Regions from separate parts of the Mus musculus genome. Here region 1 is linked to region 2. Evidence: chromatin contacts called from public promoter capture Hi-C data. All regions are on one chromosome and are shown on one strand. The core of a region is the stretch at or near the end of the contact, and the rest is flanking DNA. Distances in the headings are between cores, read along the strand shown. Region 1 overlaps Acot11 (acyl-CoA thioesterase 11). Region 2 overlaps Ttc4 (tetratricopeptide repeat domain 4).

Region 1 (6,011 bases), core at 1,278-3,777, 110 kb after region 2:
TATACATAAAATAAATAAATAAATAAATCTTTAAAAAAAAAAAAAGAATGGGGGTGGGGTTCCAGTTCTCCTGGCCAATGGTGGCTGTCAGCTGTGGTTAGTCACAGCGTGTTATCATAGCTCCTAAGTGCTGCATACTCTCTGAAGTGCTTCACATGTATAAATCTAGTTCTATTCCAACAACAGACTTGTGGGGCAGGTGCTCATTACCATCATGTCACAGACAAGGAAACTGAGGCTGGAGTCAAAGGCAAAGCCCAACTGCAGTCCCAGGGATCTGGTCAGGAACTTGTTCCTGGGAGCTATACACATGGCCCCCAGGGTCTCCTAGGGCAAGAGGAGGCTAAAGCCCGGGTCCTTGGAGCAGCAGCACAAAGTGTTCACAAGACAGGGACAGGTATGAGCCTAGTTCAGCTCACAGTGGGATGAGGGCACAGCTGGCTGGTGGGCCACAGTCTCTTATAAGGGTCCTGCAGCTAACCTGTTGACTTCAAAAGATCCAGGGTAACTCATTCAAAGCCCATGACTACTAGGATGATAGAGACAAGCTGGGCCTCTCTAACCCAGAACTGCTGTGCCTCCCAGAGATGCAGCCTCTTCCAAGAATCCCTGAGTACTTGGGAGGCAGAGGCAGGCAGATCTGTGAGTTTGAGACCAGTCTGATCTACAGTTTTAGGATGGACAGGGTTACACAGAGAACCCTGTCTCAAGAAAGAGGAAGAGGAGGAGGAGGAAGGGGAGGAAGAAGAAAGGAAAGAAAGAAAGAAAGAAAGAAAGAAAGAAAGAAAGAAAGAAAGAAAGAAAGGAAGAAGGAAGGAAAGGAGAAAAGAAAAAGCATACAAAAAAAAGAAAGGAAGGAAGGAAGAACAGACAGGAAGAGTCCCTGGGCAGCATGCACAGTTGCTGGACCGTGTAGGAGAGGAGGAGAGCACCTAGGAACTCTTGGCCTGGGTGGGAGTCCACACCAGACAGCTATCCATCTTTTAGGCTCTCAAAGGCAGCCTAAAGGCTGCTACACTTGAAGCAGCAGGTCCTGTTGCCATGGAAACCACTGCCAAAGGCAGCCCCAGCCTGGCTGTGCACCCGGAGCCTGCATGGATGTTGATGCAGGTGGCTGGATTTCTGGGTGTGGTTGCTCAGAGAAGAGGGAAGGTAGATTCTGTTTTCCCACATTATTCACAGGGTGAGAAGCTCGTAGAACATTCTAGACCAGTGATCTCAACCTTCCTAATGCTGCAACCCTTTAATACAGTTCCTCATATTATAGTGACCCCCCAACCACAAAATTATTTCAATGCTACTTCATAACTGTAATTTTGCTACTGTTATGAAATGTCATGTAAATATCTGATATGCAGGACATCTGATATTTGACCCCTGTGAGAGGGTTGGTGGAACCCCAAAGGGGTCATGACCCACGGGTGAGAACAGCTATTCTAGACAGAAGCCCTGAGAGAGCTGAGGAAATGCAGGAGGCTGGAGGCAGAGGATAGATGGGAAAACAAAAGAAGCCCCTGTGGGGAACACAGCAAAGACCCATATGCCCACACGGTATCCTGAATTACCACATCCTTGGTCACACAGGATGCTTACCAGGAATGCAGAGATCAGGGATCATGGCCCATCTCACAGATGAAGAAACTGAGAACAGCTAAGCCCGGGCCAGTAGTCAGCACTTGGGATCCAGACTCCCCTGCTCCTCTGCTTCAATCCTGAGACACACACACACACACACACACACACACACACACACACACACACACACACACACACAGTGCTGGAGTGTGGCCATCCCTTCGGACTCCATAATGTCTAAAGACAGGACTAATGACATTGTGGCTCTTTTCGTTCATTCATTCAATCAATCAATCAATCAATCATTCATTTGACAAGCACCTCTTCTGCATACTGGGCCCTAAGTCAAATGCCAAGGACACAAGATGCATTGAGCCTATATACAGTAAGACCTCAGCCAAGAGACAAACAGGACCAGACTTAAGTACAAATCCCATCCTGTCCCCCAGACACTGCGATTTCAAAGAAAGGCCCTTCCTTCCCTGAGCCAAGCCCTAGATCTAAGATTCTGGGTTCTAGCCTGAGTTCTGACCTGCCTAGTTTCCAGTGAAAAGCCATGGGGGTCATCACCCTGTGAAACAGAAATGCCACGCTTCGGTGAGCAGGGCTGAGTGCCTGCCTGAGGCAAGCAGAGGAACTTATTCCTATGTCCCCCTACTCTGCAAAAAGAAGTGTGCAGAACCCCAGGCTAATGCCCAGGCCACAGGATCGGGCCCTCCAATTACTATTGCATAAATGTCTCAGACTTTACTCTCTCCTTGAGCTCTGTGGTAATCTGCTCACTCCCAGAGCCAAGATGGGCAGCCAGCCAGCAGGAGGCAGGAATGTGTACAGCCAGGAAAGCTTTAGCCAATGGGGACATTAGAGCATGGCCACTCCTCCCAAGACTGCAGAAGCCTGGGATGAAGTCAGAGCCAGGCAAGCAGGGCCAAGACAGCTGACAGGGAGGGAGGGCGGGCATGTAGAGGTCAGAGCCAGGCCTTCCCTGACTACAGCTATGCCAGACACTGGCCCCAGGTCACCCAAACCTGGCCAGATTTTAGTCCTGACCCCAGCTGACCATGCCATGGACTTGGTTGGTTTCCATCCTCCTGGCCTGTGTCGCCCCACTGGGTCAGAGCAGAAGAGACCTCATTGCCCAAACCCTCTACAGTGAGATTTGAGACACTAAGGCTGCCCAGTGATACCCAGATGAGGAGCCAATAGAAACCTTCAGGAGCCAGGGTTGCTGCTAAGCAACCTAACGGCTTCCCCTCTATTTCCTCCATGGTCCAAGTAGCCAAGTCTTGGTGATCTCAACTCCTCCAGTCCTGCCCACCATCTGCCCACTCTGGGCCCTGTATGTCTAACTGTACATGTTTCCACAGCCTGACCTCAGGCCCCCACGCTCTACTGGCCATTCTCAGACTCCACTTAAAGCCCACAACCACAGCCACTTGCTGTGCCTTGCCTTCCAGGGAGACCTAATCAGATCTTCACAACGTCCCTGCCACAGGTCTTCTTGTGGCACTCTGCCCTTCCTAAAGAGCAGTCCCCACCAGGCACATTCCTCACTCAAGACTATCGGATGCAGAGGGAAGACAGGAGACAGATGCTGTTGGGTGCCTGAAGGCCAAGCCAAGGGGGTTCCTTTTAGTCCTGAAAAGCCCTGCAGAAAGGAACGCCCTACAGTGGTTAGTGGGGACAGGAAACCCAGAGTTTATGGGACCACTCTGCAGAAGCAGTCCTATGGCAAGGGACTATCCTGAAGGGAGTCACTGGCTTAGGAACCCTTGAAGTAACTCATCATGAAACAAGTGCTGGGGCCCCTTGGCTTAGGCTCGAGTGCAGTTATATTTTGAACCTGTACAATCTCAGGCAAGCTGTTCAAACTCAGTTTCCTTGCCCATAGAAAGAGGATCGATCCTAAGCCAGGCCTGGTGACACACACCTCTGATCCTATCACTGGGAGGCAGAAGCAGACAAATCTCTATGAGTTCAAGGCCAACCTGGTTTACATAGCAAGTTCCAGGGCATCCAAGTCTACATAGAGAGACCCTGTCTCAAAACAACAACAACAAAGATTATAATACCTGCCTCCAAGGGTTATCAAAGGGATGGCACTAAGGAGATCAAGCATGAAACACCCCTGGCATCCTCCATCCATGGAGGACATTTGTTGAGCACTTACTTTTAGCACTATGAAACTAAGTCAGATGCTGTCCTTTCTACCACGAAGATAGCAGGGCCACAGGGCAACCCAGGGCAGGGGTTAGGAGATTGTTATCATCTCCTCCAGGAGGGAGGCTGGGAGAATCTAAAACACCAGCGATCTGTGGTCCCCTGAACCACAAGGCAGAGCTTCAATCCCTGACACAGTCTACAGTCAAGAGTTCTTCCCTGCCCTCCCCTCCCCCATCCTGTCTCTGCCAAGGCCCCATGGAGAGCTATAATGGCATCCCACAAGGAGGTGGGAAGAGAGCCCTCTGGCCCACCCTGGGAGCCACAGGCAGGCCCCATGAAAGGCCTCATTGTCTGAAACCGGCCGCACTGAGCCATGTAATGATGTTGCCTAAACTGGATACAAAGGAGGCCATGGCCCCAGCCTCTCAGAGATCCCAGCTACACACACACACACACACACACACACACACACACAGAAAGAGAGAGAGAAGAACGCACATACACACCCCACAGAACACAGATTGAGAGCAAGAATGCAAACAAATCAAGTTAAGAAACCAGGAGGTAAGGTCCTCCCATCAGACCAGGCAAAAGTGAGTATTGTGGTTTCCAATCCCAAAAGAGGGATTCGAAGGAAGGAGCCCAGAGGACAGTTCCTCCAGGCTTCCTACGGTCTAGACCACCAGGCTTCAATGTTATCTGTACCCAGGAGCCAAGCAAGCATCTAGACTTCTTGCTAGCACTACATGTTTCAAGTCTGGGAAGGGTAGAGAAGTTAACCAGTGCTTTTTGGTCAAGCACTTCCTCCATGCCAGCTTAAGTGTCAGGGCCCGAGTTAGGTGTTCCCATATTGTCATTATCTTCCCTGCACAGCATCCACCTCTACTGACAAACAAAGCACGGAGGAGAAAAGGCACACGGCTTCTGCATGGTGGCTCTTCAGTCATCCCAAGCCCAACAGCGAAGACCATGGGTAGCTCTCCCCAGCATTTCTGCAAGCCCTAGATGTAAGAAGGGCAGAAACTCAGAGAAGTGAAGAAAATGACCTCCAAGTCACACAGTCAGTGACAGATGAAAGAACAAAGCCTCGGGCCCTGGGTCCCCCACGAGAGGCTGACAGGAGCTGATCGGACTGCTACATGTGCAGGCATTGGGTTTGCCTTACTTCTGAGCTCTTACTGGGCTTCTTGGGGTGGAGAGGGGGAGAAAGACCTGAACTCAATATGGAGAAGAAGGAAAGGAAGGCTAGGATAGGGACAAGCACTCTCTTTCTGCCCCTCCGATCCCAGCCTCAGGTGCTGTCTCCAGCCCTGCCACTTGGCCTCCTGGAGCTGAATATAAATGCCTTTCCCGGCACATCAACCCCATGAGACCTGAACGGGCCACTCTCATCTCAGTTTCTATATCTGCCAAACGCCTAAGGCTAGTGAGCCCACTGGGATAGCTAAACCCAAAATCACAGGGAGGAGCTGGACATGGTGGAGTAGGCCTGTGATTCCAGCACTTTTGAGGCTGCTCTAGCAGGGAAATGACAAATTAGAGGCCAGCCTGGGATACACAGAGACACAGTGGTGGTCTGAATGAGAATGGCCCCATAAGCTTATATATTTGAATGTCTGTCCTGCGTAGTCATATTCTGCCCCCACCCACCCACAGTTGGTAGAACGATTTAGAAAGGACTAGGAGGTGTGGCCTTACTGGAGGAGGAAGTGTATCATTGGGGGTGGGCTTTGAGGTTTGAAAAGACTTCCCGCCATTCCACTAGCGCTCTCTTCTCTCTGCCTTCTACTTGCACGTAGGATGTAAGCGCCCAGCTACCTCTGCAGTGCTGTGCCTTCCTGACTGCTGTGAAGGTTCACACCATGATGGTCATGGACTCTCTCTCTCTGAAGCTGCAAGCAAAGCCCTCAGTTAAAAGATGTCTTGAGTTCAATTTCCAGCAACCACATGGTGGCTCACAACCATCTGTAATGAGATCCTATGGCCCTCTTCTGGTGTGTCTGAAGACAGCATACAGTGTACTTACATACATTAAATAAATCTTTTTTTTTAAAGATGCTCTGGACATGTTTTTGTTTTTTGTTACTGCAACAGAAAAGTAAGTTAGACAGACACTGTCTCAGAAAACAATGAAATCATGGGAAATAAATAAGCACTGGTCAGGCTATGGAGACAGCCCTTTAGTGTCTGTTCCCTGGCCAGGCTATGCAGACGGCCCCTTAGTGTCCAGGCAGCAACACAGAAGGCTTGAACACCCGTGAAAGGTGTCACCT
Region 2 (5,659 bases), core at 2,475-4,974:
TCACTGAGGACATACCACTCCTGGGCTGAGACCTCACATGCACGGGCTACAAGCAATGTCAAGGAAAGATGATCATTTTACAGTTGACAGGAGCTTTAAGCAGCAGACCTGGCTCAAGCCTACCAATGGAGCTCTTGGTGCATGCTCTCCCTGAGGTAGTCTGAATGAGAATGGTCACCACAGACTCAGATATTTCAGTGTTTAGTCTGCAGGTGATAGAACTGTTTGGGAAGGATTAGGAGGTGATGGCCTTGTTGGAGGAAGTGTGTTGTCTTAGTTAGGGTTTTACTGCTGTGAACAGACACCATGACCAAGGCAACTCCTATAAGGACAAAATTTAATTGGCTGGCTTACAGGTTCAGTCCATTAACGTCAAGGCAGGAACATGGCAGCATCCAGGCAAGCATGGTGCACGCAGAGCTGAGAGTTCTACATCTTCATTTGAAGGTTGCTAGTGGAAGACTGACTTCCACGCAGCTAGGATGAGGGTCTTAAGACCACACCCACAGAACAGAGACACTTTTAGGCCCCTCACATAGACTTTGAGTTCTTAAAAAGGAAGTCAGAGGAAAGTCTCTGACTGAGGAGAGAATGTCTGCAGTATTTCCAAAACGTGTGTGTGTGTGTGTGTGTGTGTGTGTGTGTGTGTGTGTGTGTTGGGGGTAGGGTTTAGTGGATTTACAGGGACCTGCTCTGGTAAAGAAAGCTGCACTTGTCTCCCTAAATATTTCAAACAATTTCTCTTCAAGAAACAAGGACACAAACAACACAAGATCTCATATTAGCCCATCTGAAGGCCACCAGCTGGTTTCAGTTTAATAATGTATTAGTCAGTTTTCCTATATTGACGAACAATCCCCCAAATCTCAAGTGTTTACTACAAACACATTTGCCACTCATGTAACAAACAATGGCTTTAGGCCAGCTGCTGTGGGCTTTGCTCAGACACCAGGACTACTCCTATTTCAGAAATGAGACCTCACAATAAAGGGAAAACAACACAAGCCTACTTGCAAACCACTGCCCATTGACTCCTCAAGCTTCTGTCAGATGTGGCACAAGCCCTTGCATGGGCATTGAGAAGTAGAGAATCCAGTAGGGCTCTGAGTAGTCCCAGGATCCAAGTTTATACAGTCAACAGAACAGGATGTGGCTTCATGGCTGCAGTCACTTCATGGCATCCACAGCATCTTAGCTTTCCTCCAGGCTGGTGAAGCAACTGAGCCAGTCTTTCAAGCCTTAAGGCCTTAGAGTATGTGCAGGGCTGGTTTATTGCCTTGGAGTTGTGCCTTCTGTATGTGCCCGATGCCACAAAGGTTAAGACTGTCACTGCATCCTGCGACAGTCTCTGGGCTAGGGAGTTACCAAGGCCAGCTATTCTGGTAACTGCAGTGGATGATTTTTTCAGAGATGGACTCCAAAGATGTACTGGCCAGGGCAGGGCTGTGAATCTGAGGAGAGTGCGGCCCAGCTGGAGCCCAGCACTCAGCCAGACAGGCTTAGGTTCAGGGGGTCCTGCAGCTTCTTCCCCAACAAGAGGCTGGGAACCACTGTCCCTGAGGATAGAGTGCTACACTCTAGGCCAGATGATTCCCGTGTACAAAGTCCAGCAGAGGAAGTTGAGGGAAGAGACCCCAGGGTCTGGCTCCCATGTTACCTGTGCACCTTCTTCCCCTGGAGGTAATTCCTACAGAAAGGCGAGGATCCTACACAGACCAGGAATGCCGGGGTAAGGGCCTTCACGCAGCACCTGCAGGGAGCACAGCAGAGTGCTTAACTGCATTATAAGCGCCATTATCCCTGGACCTTCCCAGCCACACTCCAGGTGAACCTCGGATGTACACAAACGTTAAAGTACAACTTAGCACATTTGTTTGTCTGAATATTCCTAAGTCTGCAGACAGCATGACGGCAGTCTCCCCTTAAAACTCTGGCATCAGGCACACATAGGGCTAAACATGAAAGAAGACCACAAAACAAGCTATCAGTTCGTTCCATATTCTGGGAGTGACTAGTGTAAAGCAGGCTCTTACTGACTTGCGGTTACAGTCTGTATCCCAACAAGCCAGGTTTGCCCACCCGTTCCCACTGCGGTCACACTGAATAAATCTCTCGCCTTTAAAAAACAACCAAACCAAACCAAACCAACTACCCAAATCCCTATTAATGCTCTTTTAATTGGTTTCCCGAGAATGGGAGCCAAGCCTGGCTTCTTGAGGTATAGACTATGACTCCAAGTTTAGAAATGATGCCCTGTGTTAAGAAACTAGATTAAAATATATACATGTGGACTAATAAAATGGCTTATTAGACAATGGCACTTGCTGCTGTACCTGAGACTCAAAGAGTGGAAGAGGGAACCAACTTCCTCCATAAGTTGTCTTCGGACCTCCATACATATGCCATGGCATGGGTACTGCCCATAATACACATTACCCCAGATAAACGTTAAAAGGCATACTTTAAAACAACACCAACAAAAGCTGGGCGTAAGGATGCATGCCTTTAATCCTAGCATTCAAAAGGCTGAGGTGAGGAGTCTCTGTGCATACAAGACCAACATGTTCTACATAGGGAATTTTAAAACAGCCAAGGATGTGTAGAGAGATCCTGTCTCAAAACAAACACCGCTACAGTTGGGTGTGGTAATCCATGCTTGGAATTCCAGCACTTGAAAGGCAGAGGTAGGAGAATAAGGAGCGCCAGATCATCCGTAACTACACAGCAAACTGGAAGCCAGCCAGGGCTACACACAGCCCTGTTTAACAACTCATCTCAAAACCAAGCCAAAACCCATAACCATGTTCTGGCTCCCAAGTCTATCCCTGAGGGAGGCTATAAAGGACATGTGAAACACACACCCTTAGTCCAATAAGGTATGGCCCTAGTAGCTACAGGGGGACAGGAAGGACTTCCTGGAAGACGCCAGGCCTGAACTTGGCATTAATTTGGAAAAGTTTCTGGTGCACAGAGTGCAGGTAGCCAGATGGTCTGCTATTGCTAGATTGTGAAATTCACGGAGTAAGGCAGGCTGGAGAGGTGGATGAGGCCCTGGCCTCCCAGGCCTAGGTGTGTTGGCATTACACAGTGGGCCATTTCTGGGTTTGGTTCATGTCTTCAGGCTCTGAAACCTGAATATAATCACTCACAGTAGCCTTTGCGTTTCTGAGCATATGGGATTGGTGCTCCTCTGAGGGTCAGTCTGCCTTATGTTATGTTAGATTCTTCTTGGAAATGGGATACAGTGAGCCTCAGGCCTTGAGAAATGTCCCTCCACACCCTCCAAGCCAAAGCAGGCACTCGGGACTTCTGGACACCTTTCCAGGTCAACTGTTCAGGCCCTCCCTCCAGTCCAGCCTCTCCCATGGGCCTCACCACCCAACAGTACGGATAATGCAAATCTGCACATTCCTCCGTGCTCCTTCCTTGAGCTCCCCTCTGCAGCTCCGTTCACCACCCTGGATGAAGTCCATGCTCCATGAACCGTGCTAACTCAGCTCTCCAGCCTCCCTGCTGAACATGCCCGAAGACCCCCTTCTCCTGTACAACTGGCTTTTATTCTAAATGCAGAAATCCTTTGCCTTAGACTTTTTCACTTTGCTGCAAGTTGGAGAAAAACAGACCCAAGAGTGAACTTGTTAATTCCCTCAGGGCATTCTACGGAAGCTGTTAAAGAGGCGGCTGTGGAATCTGCTTGCTACCCCTGCTGATAACAGACTCCTCCCCAGCAGGCTGTACCATGTCTACAAGGGCACTCTGTCGTCTGCCTGCATCCTAACTAAAGTACCCTAGAAGCATGTACCCATTCTATAGGTGAAGGCAGAGCCCCAGAGAGAATATGCTCAGGGTCACACGGTTAGGGAACCTAGGAGTGTCTGCAATATTCTTTCCATGTGACAGTGTCAGGAGACCAGTGCAATCAGATAATGGAAGCTACCCCAGCTGCCTTCAGTTACACAAGCCAAGCAGCTTTTCCAATCTGAGACCAGGCTGATCACTTCCCATGGCCTGAGCTGTCACTCTCCTTCAGCCTCCTTGGCCAATGGCCTGGTTTAATGGGCCAGGCCAGTTTGGTGCCCCTGGCCTGTGAGAGCTGTGTGTCAGTGAGCAGAAGAGCTGACTAGACTCCGGAAGGGGCCTGTGAATTTTCTCATCCTCCCATGGAGAAGCTCACCTGGGGTGCTGCAGCACCTGCAACAGGGTGCTATCGGGAGACACCTGGTATAGTTCCGCCCTGTCCTCATCCTCGAAGTAGACCTGCAGATTAACCAGAAAAATGAGAGACAAACACAGGCTCAGACGGCCCCACACTGCTGCAGCAACTCTGAGAGGTTGGGATGGCAACTGTTACTAGTGGGATGCCTGCCTCCTCCACACAGCTGCAGGCTCCGGTGCTCGGGTCAGCCACAGCCATGCTGCCCATGCATGCCCAGCCATGGACCAGCTGCATTCTCCACGGCTCAGAGAAGGGGACCATCTCCTCGTGTCACTCGGGCAGTGAAGGGGCTACAAAGCTCAAGCCCAGGTCTGTTGCAGCCTTTAGTTTAGTCCCAGTGCCACAGAGGCGGGGAGCAGAACACCACAGTGACCCAAAGGAAGACCCAGAGCAGGTGAGACGGGTGTGTGTGCAGGGCACCAAAGCACAAGCAGAATAAGGACATGTCACAGGATACATCAAAGCTCAACCAGGACAGGGAGGCTCTCACGGCAAGAGCCAGCCAGCCGGCACAGGAAGAGAAGAGCTTCTTTAGAAGGCAGTAATAAAGGGTAGCAAGGTGGAGCCCAACAGGAGTGAAGGCAGAGAAAACACTGGGGATTATCAGGCCTCCAGCAGAAGGATGACCACCTGCTATGGCAGAGGATAACCTCGTGTTTTTGTTTTCTTGTTGCTATTTGCAGTACCAAGGATAGGACACAGGGGGTCACACATGCTAGGCAAGTGCTCAACCACTGAGCTATACACCTCTTTTTTATTTTTAAAATTCACTAAGTTGCCCAGGCTAGCCTTGAACTACTTGTTAGCCCAGGATGGACTCCTGCTTTAGTTTCCTAAGTGGCTGGGATTATAGGCCAGTGTCATTAAGCCCAGCTAGGATAGCCTGTGTGTGGGTTAGAGCTAGAACAGGATGAAGGGTGAGTGAGCCATGTAGGATGTGAGTCTGCAGAAGAAGAGAAAGGCTGCCATCCTGGGGCAGTAGCCAGCATGGGGCTGAGTGTTCCACATAGGAAGGTGCCAGTGCTGGTGGCAGAGGGGGGCTGATCCAAGAACACAAAGGTCAGCTGGGCATGGTAGTGCACAGCTGTAACCCTAGCACACACAGGCTAAAGTCAAGGGACTGACAGCCCTAACTACACAGTAAAAACCCAGCTCAAAATACCACTGACGTCTTCATTACAAATATAGAGATGAATAAAGTGAACCTCATGGTGCCAGAGTAGAACTGGAGATACGCAATGCTGCACACATAATCCTTCCCCAGCCACAAGTCCCCCTTCCCAATACTAATAGTATGCCTACTGCTAATACCATTCTCCATAGAAACAAGCAAGGATCCTAGGGGGAAAAAAGGGTTGCTATCAAAGCTGGGTGGAGAAAGCACAGCTCAAAGCTGGAGTACCTTGGGCCAGAAACAAGAACGTAAAGAAGGGAGGTGAGTTA

What was found. Capture Hi-C pulls out chosen DNA fragments and counts their contacts.
Region 1: a promoter capture Hi-C map of adipose tissue shows a contact between it and region 2. The contact joins two enhancer-like sites. A contact is called at or near these places in 2 of 115 datasets of contacts at active chromatin or transcription factors (CD8 T cells and bone marrow-derived macrophages) and 3 of 9 other capture datasets (adipose tissue, liver and pancreatic islet).

Annotation. Positions count from the first base shown.
Region 1 is chr4:106,776,149-106,782,159 of GRCm38.p6, forward strand. The region is part of intron 1 of Acot11 (acyl-CoA thioesterase 11); the gene reads right to left. Among named protein-coding and RNA genes, the nearest start is that of Acot11, 21 kb to the right of the region's middle. Within about 2 kb of position 2,528, at least 153 of the 459 cell types and tissues checked have an H3K27ac peak or open chromatin away from gene starts, as enhancers often do. A contact at or near this core is called in adipose tissue, where this site is marked.
Region 2 is chr4:106,661,482-106,667,140 of GRCm38.p6, forward strand. It overlaps Ttc4 (tetratricopeptide repeat domain 4), which reads right to left. Exons shown (of 10, transcript NM_028209.2): 9 at 4,175-4,257; 10 at 327-1,750. The coding sequence ends at 1,654. Among named protein-coding and RNA genes, the nearest start is that of Pars2, 13 kb to the left of the region's middle. Within about 2 kb of position 3,725, at least 15 of the 459 cell types and tissues checked have an H3K27ac peak or open chromatin away from gene starts, as enhancers often do. A contact at or near this core is called in adipose tissue, where this site is marked.